Regions from separate parts of the Sus scrofa genome. Here regions 1 and 2 are each linked to region 3. Evidence: chromatin contacts called from public HiChIP or PLAC-seq data. All regions are on one chromosome and are shown on one strand. The core of a region is the stretch at or near the end of the contact, and the rest is flanking DNA. Distances in the headings are between cores, read along the strand shown. Region 1 overlaps MSI2 (RNA-binding protein Musashi homolog 2-like). Region 2 overlaps MSI2 (RNA-binding protein Musashi homolog 2-like). Region 3 overlaps MSI2 (RNA-binding protein Musashi homolog 2-like).

Evidence for each region. HiChIP or PLAC-seq counts read pairs in DNA pulled down with a chosen protein or histone mark.
Region 1: an H3K27ac HiChIP or PLAC-seq map of skeletal muscle shows a contact between it and region 3, with 2.9 times the contacts expected there. The contact joins two enhancer-like sites. A contact is called at or near these places in 1 of 47 Hi-C or Micro-C datasets (embryonic fibroblasts) and 1 of 2 datasets of contacts at active chromatin or transcription factors (skeletal muscle).
Region 2: a contact with region 3 is called in an H3K27ac HiChIP or PLAC-seq map of skeletal muscle. The contact joins two enhancer-like sites. A contact is called at or near these places in 4 of 47 Hi-C or Micro-C datasets (psoas muscle and skeletal muscle) and 1 of 2 datasets of contacts at active chromatin or transcription factors (skeletal muscle).

The regions. Positions count from the first base shown.
Region 1 is chr12:33,906,485-33,910,911 of Sscrofa11.1, reverse strand. MSI2 (RNA-binding protein Musashi homolog 2-like) reads right to left here. Exons shown (of 13, transcript NM_001315780.1): 9 at 2,452-2,566. Among named protein-coding and RNA genes, the nearest start is that of CCDC182, 120 kb to the left of the region's middle. Within about 2 kb of position 3,036, at least 1 of the 83 cell types and tissues checked has an H3K27ac peak or open chromatin away from gene starts, as enhancers often do. A contact at or near this core is called in skeletal muscle, where this site is marked.
Region 2 is chr12:33,863,165-33,867,542 of Sscrofa11.1, reverse strand. The region is part of intron 7 of MSI2 (RNA-binding protein Musashi homolog 2-like); the gene reads right to left. Among named protein-coding and RNA genes, the nearest start is that of CCDC182, 170 kb to the left of the region's middle. Within about 2 kb of position 2,957, at least 15 of the 83 cell types and tissues checked have an H3K27ac peak or open chromatin away from gene starts, as enhancers often do. A contact at or near this core is called in skeletal muscle, where this site is marked.
Region 3 is chr12:33,733,675-33,738,122 of Sscrofa11.1, reverse strand. All of the region lies in intron 6 of MSI2 (RNA-binding protein Musashi homolog 2-like), which reads right to left. Among named protein-coding and RNA genes, the nearest start is that of MSI2, 200 kb to the right of the region's middle. Within about 2 kb of position 2,517, at least 8 of the 83 cell types and tissues checked have an H3K27ac peak or open chromatin away from gene starts, as enhancers often do. A contact at or near this core is called in skeletal muscle, where this site is marked.

The sequences.
Region 1 (4,427 bases), core at 1,787-4,286, 170 kb before region 3:
TCGTTACCATTCCTTATACAGGCCCGGAACGCACCTCATCCTTCTATTATGATTAATTACCTATCTGCGTGATGAGCGGTTGAATGGCATTTCTTTCACTAGACAGTTAAGGCGGGTAGGGGCCACATGACAGTTAAGCACTGTCACCCAGAGCTGGTCCTGGGCCAGGCACGCAGTAGCTGCTCTAGGACTGTTTGCTGTTACATGCCTCCTGCAGTCAACAAGGCCCCTGCCTTGGCTCCCATTATGAAATCACTGGTCTGTGCAGCCCCAGGCCTGTGTGTGCAGCCCCAGGCCTGCGCTTGGCATCTGGGGAGGACGTAGCGGCCACACCTTTGCTCTTTGGCAACTGACAAGAGTGAGCGGGCTTTGCGCCACACCTCTGTTTTCCCAGGAAGAAAACCAGTTCACTCTTCCTAGCATGGAAAGGCTATCCAGTGAGACGCAGAAGGGGGGGGGGGCACTTCCGGAAGAGATCCTCAAAAGTCTCCCATGTGATGCTCTAAGGAGTTGATATTCACCATTTAAACCTCAAGACTGAAGTCCTGAGTTCTTTCCCGTGGTCTACACAGCCTGCCTTGGTGGAGGTGGGACCAGCAGGAGATAATGGGTTCAACTCCTTTAAGGTTTGATTTTAAAATGTGACGCTATTAATCCATTTGGAGTTTCTTTTGGTATACAATGGAAGACCACATACAATTATTTTTTAGAGCAAGAATGTCTCTAGTCAACCAAGAAACAATTCTAATTAAAACAATAATTTCTTCATAGTAATTAAACTCGTACATAGAAATACATGTAGTTTAGGCTCTTCAACCTTTCCTATCAACAGGTGCTTTCCTATATGCCACACTATTTTAATTACTGTAGCTTTGCAGTATGTTCTGATATTTGGTCAAATGCTCTTTTATTTCTCATTTCTCTTTTTATTTTTTAATTTAAAAAAGTTACTTATTTTTTGGCTGTGCCCTCGGCATGCGGAAGTTCCTGGGCCATGGATCGAACCCAAGCCACAGCAGTGACAACACCAGATCCCTAACTTCCAGGCTACTTGGGAGCTCTCTCATTTCTCTTTTAAAGTTTTTTTCTTATTTATTCTCACGTGTTTCTTCTTCCAGATAAGTGTTGAATCATTTGGCCAATTTTTAAATCATTATAATAAGGAATTTCCTTGAATCTCTGCTAGAGCGAGAAAGTTAAGAATTAACATCCCAGCTGTTCTGAGTATTCTCATGGCATCTCCATTTTTTAAAGTTTGTTAAAATAACGTTACCTCCCTTGTTATTTCCTCAGACAAATAGATACGATTCTTTTAAATAATTTATACAGCCAAGAGAAGTTCTATAAATTTAAAACTGAGCCAGGAATGATTTAAACAGCAGCAAATTTGAAAATACATAAAGAGCTTATCAAACAATATAGAAGAGGGACTCTTAGCCAAATCAAATGAAACCCATTAAAATGAGACAGACCGTGTGCCTGAATGGAATTTTACCATTAACTACCATTTATCCCATTTAATTAGTATTTTCCCGACACACAATAACTTGCACTAAAATACCGTTCTCTCGCCTTGAAATTTCTAATTATTGTTGCGACCCACACCATTACGCTTCTCCACTGCTTTCTCCATCTTTCATGCCATTTAAGCAGCAAGATTTTCAATTATCTACGCAGGACGGACAGAGATACCTTTAAGGAAGGGGCATAATATGCAACTCAATTGCTCTAAAAGCCAGGAGAGATCATTTTTCGTCGGAACAAACACACTTTGTCTTTCATCATTTTTTTTTTTTTTGGCAAATAAAGAATAAAACAGGTTATTTAAGACATCCATTTAAATGCAAATTTTGATATCCCAAGAGAAAAATGTTAATCATTGAAAGAGACAGGATTATCGGCCACCTTACTACATCCCCTCCTCTTGCAAGTTTTAGAAAATGTAGCTTCAGCTCACCCAAGGGAAGACAGCCAGGAGTCCTTAGGTCTTTAAGGACTCCTGGGAGGGAGGGCTTAGGCAAAGACTGTAACTTTTCCTTCTTTGGAAAAGGAGAGTGGAGGAGTTCCCTGGTGGCTCAGTGGGTTGGGGATCCGGTGTTGTCACTGCAGGGGCTTGGGTCATTGCTGTGGCTCAGGAACTTGCATATGCCATGGGCACAGCTAAAAGAAAAAAGAAAGAAAGAAAAGAAAACGGGAGCGGAAAGGATAAAAAATACCTCGTATGAGCCAGGCATGGACAAGATGCCCGCCTATCTATCTATCTGTCTGTCTGTCTGTCTATCCATCCATCCATCCATCTAGCTAGCTATCTCTGCTCATTTAATGGTCACAACTGTCTTTCAAGAAAGATTATCATCCTCCTTTACAAATGGGGAAACTGAGGCTCAGGCAGGTGAAGCAGTTTGCCCAGCTGGAAGGTGACCTGGTCCCCAGGGTTCGGTCCAGACTCACCCAGCATCCCCATGCCAAGCATGAACGCATCCATGGTGTAAGGCAGTCCCCGGGCCCGGCCTCTTGTCCCAGGTGGGAACATGACTTCCTTCGGCTGAGCTTTCTTACATTCTACCTGTTAAACAGAAAGGCGAACAAATGAGATGCAAATGAATTCCATGTAAATGTCAAATGCAGAACTGATCTGGTTACCAGCTAAGTTATTTTTAGCCTTGCTCCTTACTCGCTGTAAAAATAGCCGTGCCGCGTAAATGGCCTGCAAAATAAATATTTAAGAAAACACACCACTTGTGCAAATCCTGCTTCAGAAAAACCTACAAGGATGAGATGGGGTTTGGAGAGGCGGCAAGGACATCGGCTGAAGATGCACGGGTATTCGGCTGGAGCGCAAAATGAAACCGGCGCGGAAGGCAGGAGAGGGGAGGAAGCGGACAATGGTCCCGGGATGCGTCTGTGAATAATGACAGAGACAGTAATAATTTGTCATGATCATTTGGCCCTTGACACGTATATGCATTCCTCTCAGGCTCCATCAGGTCAGAGATGCTTCAGGTCAAGGCCATCTGATCCTATCTCTTCTTAAACAGACAGGCTCCATTTCAGATGAGAAAACTGGGCATCAGAAGGCTTGGGTAACCCGCGCTAAGCCACATCCCAGCAGTGCAGGCCCGGAAGCTGGATTTTTTAAATTTCTAGGTCAGCAATGCCACCATCTCCCTAAGACTGCCCCAGCCACACTCCTTGGGAAAGTAATACGATTAAGCATGGATTACTGGTTCCTCACTTTGCAGCGACGTCTTCAAGGGGTTGCTAATCTTGCCTTTCTGGTTCCCCCTCTGCCTCCAAAATTTCTTAATCCTATTCTGCTCACATCCAGGAGTCATTTCTATAACAACCTTAAGGATACAGAACACAAACCCCAAGAAGGAAGTGAAATTGTTGCTTGCTGAAGTTCCTACGCTGTTTTTACTAGTATTCCTTAGGCTCTTGCTCAGCGCTTTATTTTCGTTTACAGACAGACCTAACACGTATTGGTAGCTGGTAACCAATCCCACTGCTGATGAGGCTGGGATGATGAAGGGCAAGGCAGGAGTGCTTAAAGCAGCAAAAACTATAGCATGAAGGCCTGATGGGGGGAAAGACATGCATCAGGTTTTTCTTTTCTTTTTTCTTTTTTTTTTTAATTTCCTTTTTAGGGCCTTACTTGTGGCCTCTGGAAGTTCCCAGGTTAGGGGTCGAATCGGAGCTGCAACTGCCAGCCCACGTCACAGCCACAGCAGCGCCAGATCCAAGCGGCACCTGTGACCTACACCACAGCTTGTGGCAACACTGGATCCTTAACCCACTGAGCAAGGCCAGGGATTGAACCCACATCCTCATGGATACTAGTCAGGTTCTTAACCTTCTGAGCCACAATGGGAACTCCGAGAATCGGGTATCTTCTTTAAAAAGCAGTCTGAGGCCACATGGAATAGGAGTCAAGACTCCACATAGCTCAGAGTTCCTGTTGTGGTGCAGCAGAAACAAACCGACTAGCATCTATGAGGAGGGGGGTTCGATCCCTGGCCTTGCTCAGTGGTCAGGGATCTGGCGCTGCCATGAGCTGTGGTGTAGGTCACAGATGAGGCTTGGATCTGGCTGTGGCTGTGGTGTAGGCCGGCAGCTGCAGCTCTCATTTGACCCCTAGCCTGGGAACTTCCATAGGCTGCAGGTGGAGCCCTAAAAAACAATCAAACAAAAACAAAACCCACAAAACTCCATACAGCTCAACATCTGCTGGGGATGTCACTACCACACAGAAAATTACTATTGCTCATGGCATGTTTGAGAGATGAAGGCAAAAATTAAACTGTGGGCAATATCCTTTGTTTGAAAGGGACATACATGGGCTATATCCATTCTGGAGATATTTTCATTCCAACTACTTCAATTAAAAAATATTTTAGTGCTTAAGGCAAGGGGGAAGCTTTAATTCC
Region 2 (4,378 bases), core at 1,708-4,207, 130 kb before region 3:
GGCCAGCAGGCAGCCGGGACAGGACTCGCCTCCTGCTGGGGTTCTTTTTTTTTATTTTTTAGTCTTTTTAAAATTTATTGTCTTTTTAGGGCCACACCCATGGCATATGGAGGGTCCCAGGCTGGGGGTCCAGTTGGAGCTGTCGCCCCCGGCCTGCACCACAGTTACAGCCACGCCAGATTCGAGACACATCTGTGACCTATACCACAGCTCAGGGCAACGCCGGCTCCTTAACCGACTGAGCGAGACCAGGGATTGAACCTGCATCCTCATGGATGCTAGTCAGATTAATTTCCACTGAGCCACAATGGGAACTCCTGGGATTCTTTTTTTAAAAAAAAAAAAAAAAAACAAAAGGCAGCATTTCTGGGAGAGAGGTCTGCCCTCCTCATTCCTAAGATGGCTAAACCAGCAGCTCTGTGGTGCTTAGTAGAAGACAGGAGGCAGGTGCTGGGCAGGACCCAGGCACAGAGGGAGACCTTTGCTCTACCCACTGTCATCTGGCATGGCCGTGCCTAGAACGCTGTGCCCTACTCAACACAACCAGCCTTCCTTCCAAGGTGCTGGCCTTCCAAAAGAGGCTGGGGATGGCCACTGGAGGCTCACGCATCAGGGAGAGGACAGCGTTCTTCCCATGGGCTCAGCAGATGGATCGATAAGCTGTCCTCTCCGCCCTGCCCCAGCCCAGAGCCACCCCCCCATCCCTCTGAAGGAGGCTGTTTCCACCCAACAACCTGTACTGCAGCTCACGAGGGCCTGGCCTCCTGGTTCTTCATTCCTGGTGTTCTGCCAGCCAGAAGGAATAATGGACCCGCTTATTCTATTTCATTGGCTTGTAAAGGGACATAACCAAATCGTGATGGGGAAAGATGCTGGCAATGGCAGAGGCCAGCAAAGGCTGGGGGGCTGCCAGGCATTAAGTAATGCCTTGGCTGTTTGCTCTCCCCGAAGACCGGCAGCACGGCTGCGCCAGGACGGATGATGTGAGTGCTGGGGCCGGGGCTGGAGATTCCCTCTCCAGCGTGGGAACAAAAGACCCCAACCCAGCAAGGCAGGGTCAGAGCTACTACCCCGGACACCTCTGATTCCAGAGGAGTCAAGTTCCTTTCCACTGGGCTGCTCCCTTTTATTGGGTCATTTTCATTATCATTACAACCACCACCATTTCAGCATATTCACCATCGAAGCCTTAACCCCTTCTTATATATTATCTCTAATCCTTCTAATCTGCCCTCAAGGCAGGAAATGCTATCCAAAATGCATAAATGTAGAAGCTGAGGTTCAGCAAAGTGAAGTCGCTTGCCACGGCCTCTCTGTCAGTGAGCCGCTGAGCTGGGGGCACGTCTAGGGCCATCTATGCCTCAAGCCTGGACTTTTCATCAGTCCCTGGATGGGCCACCCGGATAAATAGAAGATTCAGCGTGAATACAGCCCTGGATAAACCACCAAACAATGATGGGTTATCCTCGCCGGTAAGCGTGGTGGTCTGGGAGACACGGAGGGTGTGCAGTGAGGATGGGGCTGATCTCCAGCTCCATCCTCACAAGCTGTGTCACCCGGAGTGACTCCTGTGACTGCTACAGCCCTCGTGTGCCTGCTACAGTCCTGGCTTCCTCATGGACGTGTGAGATGCCGTCTGCTTTTTTTTTTTAAGTTTTCCCTTTTATTTTTCAAAACTTATTTATTTTTATTTATGTATTTTGGGGGTGGCACCCGCAGCACGCAGAATTTCCCAGGCCAGGGATCGAACCCACACCACAGCAGCACCCCGAGCCGCTGCAGTGACAATGCCAGCTAACTACTTCAGCTGCTGAGCCACAGGGGGACGCCCCAGGCCACCCTGTTCACTACCCAGTTCCCTGTACCTCCGACCCGCGCTCCACAAAAACTGGCCAAGGGAATGCATCTGAAAAATGGAAATCCCAGGGCTACCCGCCCTCCCCATCTTATTCAGGAGAGAACACGGGCCGTTTTGCACAAAGCGGAACACATTTCGGGGGATCGACATACAGAAGTTCCTGGTCACTGTTAATATAATTATATACGTTCATGATAATACTGTTATCGCCTCACAAGGTTATTATAAGGATCGATGCCTTTGGGAACTACACACGTAAGCCAGGGTTTTTACCATAACTAGTAACCAATGTGAACAGGAAGGGCAGACACTGACAAGCGGTCACGGCTAACATGGGAGAGACCAGCACGGAGCATCTGGGGAGGCTGCTGCCCCAGCCTTTCCATCGGCTCTGCACATCCGGGCCTCGTAGGGGGAGCTCCTGCCCAAGCTCTGTCCTAGGTCCCCGCCCATCTGGGATCCTTGGGCGGCATAGCCGGGCACGTCCACACTTGCACGGCCCAGTGAGAAAGCCTCCTGTTCCCACCGCATGGGTCACCTAATGCCCATAAGTTACAGCCACCTCAGCCAGGTCTCTGCTCAGCTTAGTTAAAAATAGAGTTTACAACGGAAACCTAAACCCAGTCTCCTCTGAATCAGGGCGGCGGGGGAGCAGGTGCTACCCAAATGTGGCGCCACACTGACGTGCACAGGGTGGTGGCCTTGGGGCAGAATGGCGGCTCCGGGGCCAGGGGGCGTTCGTCCCACAGAAGGGACCACATTCCCTCCTGTGCACCGCCAGCCTCCTGGTGACTCAGTCCGTATTGGCTCAGCACCTGCTCGTGTGGCAGGAGGACCTGAGGCTGAATCCACCATGCCTCTGGGTGACAAAGCGGACAAGAGAAGCAAGCCCAGAATAACACTAATTCGGGGCAGATTTCCTTAAGGAAAAGGGTAAACAGATGCGTCTTGGAAAAGGCAGCTCCCCAGAAGCCACAGTTCTGAGACCGGGCCCCCCTCCCACCGCCCCCCAGTTTCCACCCAAACTACTGGAAGCCAACCCTGGGCCCGGGAGCCCTGCAAATTCCTGTAATCCTGGAGGCTTGCAAGGCAAGTCCTCACTCTTTCCTGGTTGCTGGTGCCAAATACCATCATGCTTAGCGAACCCAACATTTCCGGAACAGGGTGAAGCTCAAAATAATTCTCACAGTTCGACTCACCGGCCCCTAAATAGCTTTGCTGATTAAACCTCTGAATCCTCATCCGAACCGGTGACATTCCTCCTGGGTGAGGCCAAATCCTTCACTGCCTTCCCTGCAAAGCTCAGGCCCGAGGGCCCAGTTCTGCGGCACACACCTTTGGGGTCCCCTGGCCTCCACGGGTTGGAAGCCTCTGATTTACGCTCTGGAACTGCCGATCAGGCTTCCAGCTCCCCCACCGCACCCCCCAGAGCGGAGAGGAACAACAGCTGCGAGAATCACCCTAATGACACAGCGCCCTTGTTTGGGGATTTGGAAAACAAGGGCAGCTGTGCACAGGTTGGGGCGGGACGGAGGGAGACGGGCCTTGGTGGAGAGACAGCTTGGGACCCCTCCGGATGTGGGGGGAACTAGAGGCACACAATCTGCGGTGGGAGGTATCGACTTGCGCCTTCGATGTGAACGGCTCGCCTGCCCAGTGGGGAGCAGACAGAGAAAGAACGGCCGAGGGTCTGGATTTGCTCTGGAGGTGTCATTATTATAATTACTGTTATTATGTCACCACTGTCTTTTTCAAAACCATTCCCGTAGGTGATTTCACTTTATCCTCACAATCATCCAATGAGGTATCTTGAAAGGGATCATTATCCCCATTTGAACCCCAGAGGAAACCAAGGCACAGACTGGGTGACTCTTGACCTTGGCCACACGATGAATCCAATGACAAGGATAATAAGAGGAGGCATCTCCAGTCTTGCTTCTGGCCAGACCGCCAGCGGCCAGAGGTATCGGAGGTAAGAGAGGACAATCACCGCCCGTCGATCAGAAGCAGGCCTCCTGGATGGTCGGGCGGTGGGGGCGGCTGGGGGCCGGGGGTGGGGGGGGCACGTCTCCCTCCCTGCACCCTCCCCTCTCGCAGTGCAGGAGGTCAGGCCACATGAAGGCCAGGGAGAAGACTGAACAACGACAAAAGCTAGTGGCGGATTGATTCTCCATTGCCAGGGGCGGCCCGCCCTCCTCCCCGCCAGGGACAGGCAGTAACAGGTTGGCAGCGCGTGCTCCCCGCCGCTGGTTCTCGGGGCTCAAGAATAAAACGATGTCAAGACTGGGCAAAAGCGCCATTCCTAGTGAGAGCCACCACAGCTCCAGAAATGAGATGCCACTCCTCATCCTGGACATCCGCTCAGAGGCTCTGAGCTAGAGCTGATGCATCAACAAGGAGCCGGTGACGGCCGACCGCACGCTCCGGCCTGGTCCTCACCAGCCAGACGGCAGGTGGTGAAGCCATGGTGGGCAGAGGCCCTGCACTCCCCTCTGCGGGGGGGAGGCTGTAATCACTTCC
Region 3 (4,448 bases), core at 1,268-3,767:
CTGGTAAACACTCAGCATGAAGGGAGAAAAACTAGTTAATGTTAATATAAGCTGCCTCCTCCTTAAACTCCTTATGAACACTGTAATTTTCTTCACCAAAACACTGTCTAACAGAACCAACTCCCCTAATTACAGACGTTTGTATGCATTATAATCTTTATACAATTAAACCTACTTAAGAGAATAAATGATTACATGCCCCCCTTGCCCTGTCACTAACCCACCCTTCCACTTACCCACCACCACCAAGAAATAAACAAAAACTAAACAACACAACAACCCCCCAAAACAAGGGTGGCTCAATGAGAATCCCAAGTTGAGTTGTAAACATGCAAAAATCCAAGGAAATTAAAACTTAGGCTGACACAGAACTTTGTAGCTACAGGGGGGAAAGTCCACTTTCGACTTCAAACCCAGCATCTGACAGCTCAGCAACTAACTGCAACATTGAATTAAAGGCTCGGATGGATCGTACAAAATGTCTTATTTCGGGGAGTTCCCGTCGTGGCACAGTGGTCAACGAATCCGACTAGAAACCATGAGGTTGCGGGTTCGATCCCTGGCCTTGCTCAGTGGGTTGAGGATCTGGCATTGCCGTGAGCTGTGGTTAGGTCGCAGACACGGCTCAGATCCTGCGTTGCTGTGGCTCTGGCCTAGGCTGGCGGCTATACTCCGATCGGACCCCTAGCCTGGGAATCTCCATATGCCGCAGGAGCGGCCCTAGAAAAGACAAAAAAAAAAAAAAAGTCTTATTTCAGGATCAGACCATCCTCCCTTGCACAATTCATGTCCAGACACAAACCCCCAGTTTGGTGACCCGAAGAGTCTTTTCCGGGATCATCTCTGAAAAATTTCACAAACGCATGCCTGGCCCGCGGGTATTTACCAGGAAGTGGGTGGTGACGCCTCTGGAGTCAGGCAGGTTTAAAGGATCTATCTCTGTTGGAGAGCCTGACTGTGCACCCTGGGGAAAACATCCATCACGGAATTTCTCTGAAAAAGGCCCAGAGGTCAGCCACTCATCTAACGCTAACACTTCTCTTTTTAAAAATTCAGTGTCATGGGGGAAAATGGGGGACACGCCCAAGCAGACCGGTGTCCTCCTTTTTCAAATACTGAGAGGCCTTGAACACAAAGCCGTGCTATCTGAACCCCTGAAGAGCTGGTGCTTGAAAAGGAGATGAGGCAGGAAGGTTTAGTTACTGCCACGGAGGGAAGCTCCCCCCCGTAGGGCCTTCTCATCCCTCTAGACAGGCCTTGAAAAATCTTTTGTGCCTGGACCACGTTCAATGTCAGGTTAACCAGATGCAGTGTGTGGAGGGTAAGGCAGGCCTGGGAGGTCTTCAGACAAAGCAGGATCCTCTTCCCCATGCTTCCGGGGCACAAAGTTCCCAGCACAGAAGAAGGATGGCCGAGTGGGAGGATCTGGGTCATCTCCTAGCTCTGTCGTGACCACCCCTGCGCCAAGGGCACCATCCACGTGGAGCCTCTGTGCTCCAGTCCATCAACTGGAGGGGCCAGCAGAACCTGCCTCGGGTGGCTGCTGGTGCTGTAAGTTCCATGAGCAGTAGCTGTGATCACCACGCAAAGGGTGCCTCGCCAGCCATTTGTCAGGAATTCTGTAAAACTGTCAAGAATTCAGGCCCTTTGAGTTGCTTTTTTTTTTTTTGCTTTTTAGGGCCGCACCTGTGGCATATGGACATACGGAAGTTCCCAAGCTAGGGGTCAAATTGGAGCTACAGCCACCAGCCTACAGCACAGCCACAGCAACACGGGATCTGAGATGTGTCTGCAACCTACACCACAGCTCAAGGCGACGCCAGATCCTTAACCCACTGAGCAAGGCCAAGGATCGAACCCGCATCCTCATGGATCTTAATCAGGTTTGTGAACCACTGAGCCACGAAGAGAACTCCCCCTTTGAGTTGCTTCTAAGCCCTGAAAGTTGAGAGGTCTGGGGGCGGGGTAAAGGGTAGCACTCAGCGAGCATTAGATGCTCCCGTTCTTCTCCTGTCTCCTTCCCTGGCTCTGCGCCTCATCCATCCGCCCCCCAGGGCTAAGCAGAAGGAGGCTGCAGTTCCTCAGTGGTTCACGGGGGCAGAGCTAGATTTACAGGGAGACAGACATCAGCTCAGCTTTTTAGTGGGGACAAGAGGAGTTACCCAGCGCTCTCATTCTGCCCTCACAACAAGCCTAGGGGCAGAGGCAGTCATCCCCTTCAGCTCTGAGGGAACTGAGGCTCAGAGAGGGGAAGTGCTTTGTCCAAGGACACATAGCGGGTGAGCGGCCATGGGCAGCCGGGGATGCAGAGTGAGTTCAAGCCCGAGACAGGCCCGCCTCGCAGAGGTGGAGCAGCCTAACTGAGAGCACTGAGCATGGACGACGTGATTTTAAGTGTCAGCCCAGCCCCGAACTCGCCCTTTGACTTCAGGAGCGTCTCCTGGGCCGAGGATGAGGTCGGCCCTTCCGCTGTTCTGTGCCTCCATGAGTCACTGAGCTCCCGGGCTTCCCCACGTGACAGCCTCTGTGTGCGCTTGGCCTGCAGGCACCTTCCTCAGATCCGCCTCAGGTGTCCCGGGTGGGGTGGGGACAGGCAGGCGGTCCCTGCCAGGGCCAAATGAGCCCAACGCAGCTGCCAGGAAGTCTCATTAGTCAGCACCAACAGCTGCTGCCACGGAGCACGTGGCACCAGCAGGGACGCACCCGAGACGCTGCTAAACCTCCAGGGTGGCCGGAGGCCTGGTGCAGCCAAAGCGAAGTGGGTTTGAGAACCTCCACGGGCTCCACGTGGGCCTCCCTCATCTGTGGCTCAAGCCAAAAGGTCCCCCCAGGGCACATGTGCCTCCATCCCAGCCATGAGCCGGGCGTGGGGTGGCCCCTGGCATCGTCAGCCAGGCAGACAGAGAGGGCTGCCGGAGCGGCCACCTGTCTCCCAGGGCCCTGCTTCGGAGGCAGCTCCCCCCGCCCCGTCTGCGGTTGGTCTGATGAATCTGAGTCCCCCCATCACCGCCCTGCTTCACCCCCTCCCACTCTGACAAGGACAGTCTCTGCAAGCATTCTGGCGCTCTCCTGTCCCCCGAAGAGTCTGAGCATCACATTTCCCGTGCTGTCTGCCAGAGACATCCCAGGCCCCAGAACTGCCGGCAGGAGATGCCACTCCCGCACACCTGTCAGGGAGAAAGGCAGGCGAACGTGGCCCGGGGCCAGCGGCACCTCCAGCGCCCCCGCCTCGGCGCCGGCTCCCGGCCTTCCTCCGTCTTTCGACACCCTCTCTCCATCTGCATCTACTCGCATCTTGGGCCCCTGGACCTGCCTATGGGTTGTTTCCCCCAAGACGGATCACAGTGAGGAGAGGCCAATGGAGAACCAAACACCCACTTCCTAGGGGGTGGGGTGGGGGGATCATCAGACAGGCTGCCTAAAACCCTGCGGCCCCAATGAGCCCTCTGAGGTTTCAGGGAAATAACACCCTGCCCCCAAACAAAAACCCCTCCAAGTTTGAGACTTACAGCAACTTCCCTTGAGGGAAGCAAAGTTACTCATGCTTGAGAACCAAGAAGGTCAACGTCTCCAGAAGGTTCGTCAAAACTGGCGGTGCGGATGTGCAAGGACACGCACGTGACACGGAGCCCACTTAAAGTGGGGGAAGCCTCCCTGGGGGCTCACTGGGGCGGAGGGAGGCGAAGCATTACTGAGACGCCTCTGGTCCGGCACCTCCCCACAAAGCTGCCAGGCTGCCGCAAGAATGAAAAGTAACGAGACCCTGCAGCTGTCCCTGGGCCCAAACAGACAACTATAGCAACTACTGTTGTCACTGGACCTACTATGTGCAGGGCAGCCTGCTAAGTGTTCCTCAGATCCCAGTTAACCAGCGTAACGCTTCTGATGACACTGTAATTACGTAGGTTTAAACGGCAACACCGCAAAGGAAGAAAGGATAGAATCGGGCTGAGAAAAGGAAAAAGAGAGCAACCCTGATGGGACATGCCTTCTGGGCCTCACATGGGGCTCTGCCTTCCAGGATCCCCTTTTACTCAAGACAGAAAAAGCTCCGCCGACAAAACGGCATCCTGAACCTCAGGCTCAAACCCAGGTCCATCCGACTCCAGAGCTGAGTCTGCACACTGATGCTACCTTTTTATGTCTCTGAAAAACCCACTTCCCTGCAGTTCCAACCAGCCCATCACTGCAGGCTGCAGGGCAGGTGACACAGCAGGCTTCTGAGGGCAGGGAGCCACTTGTTAGGGAGACTGGACTCTAGGGGAGGCAGACAGGAAGGCCAGGCTTCACTGATACCCGAGAGCCTCAGGGCTGAAAATCAGTGCCAAATGTCTGAAGAAGCATCAGCCCTGGGCATCGGAGGGGGTGGGCAACTACCAGTGCAGACCCACTGGGTGAGAAGCTTCTGCCTGTGCACCATCCTTGGAGTGGCAGGAGGCCACTTCCGC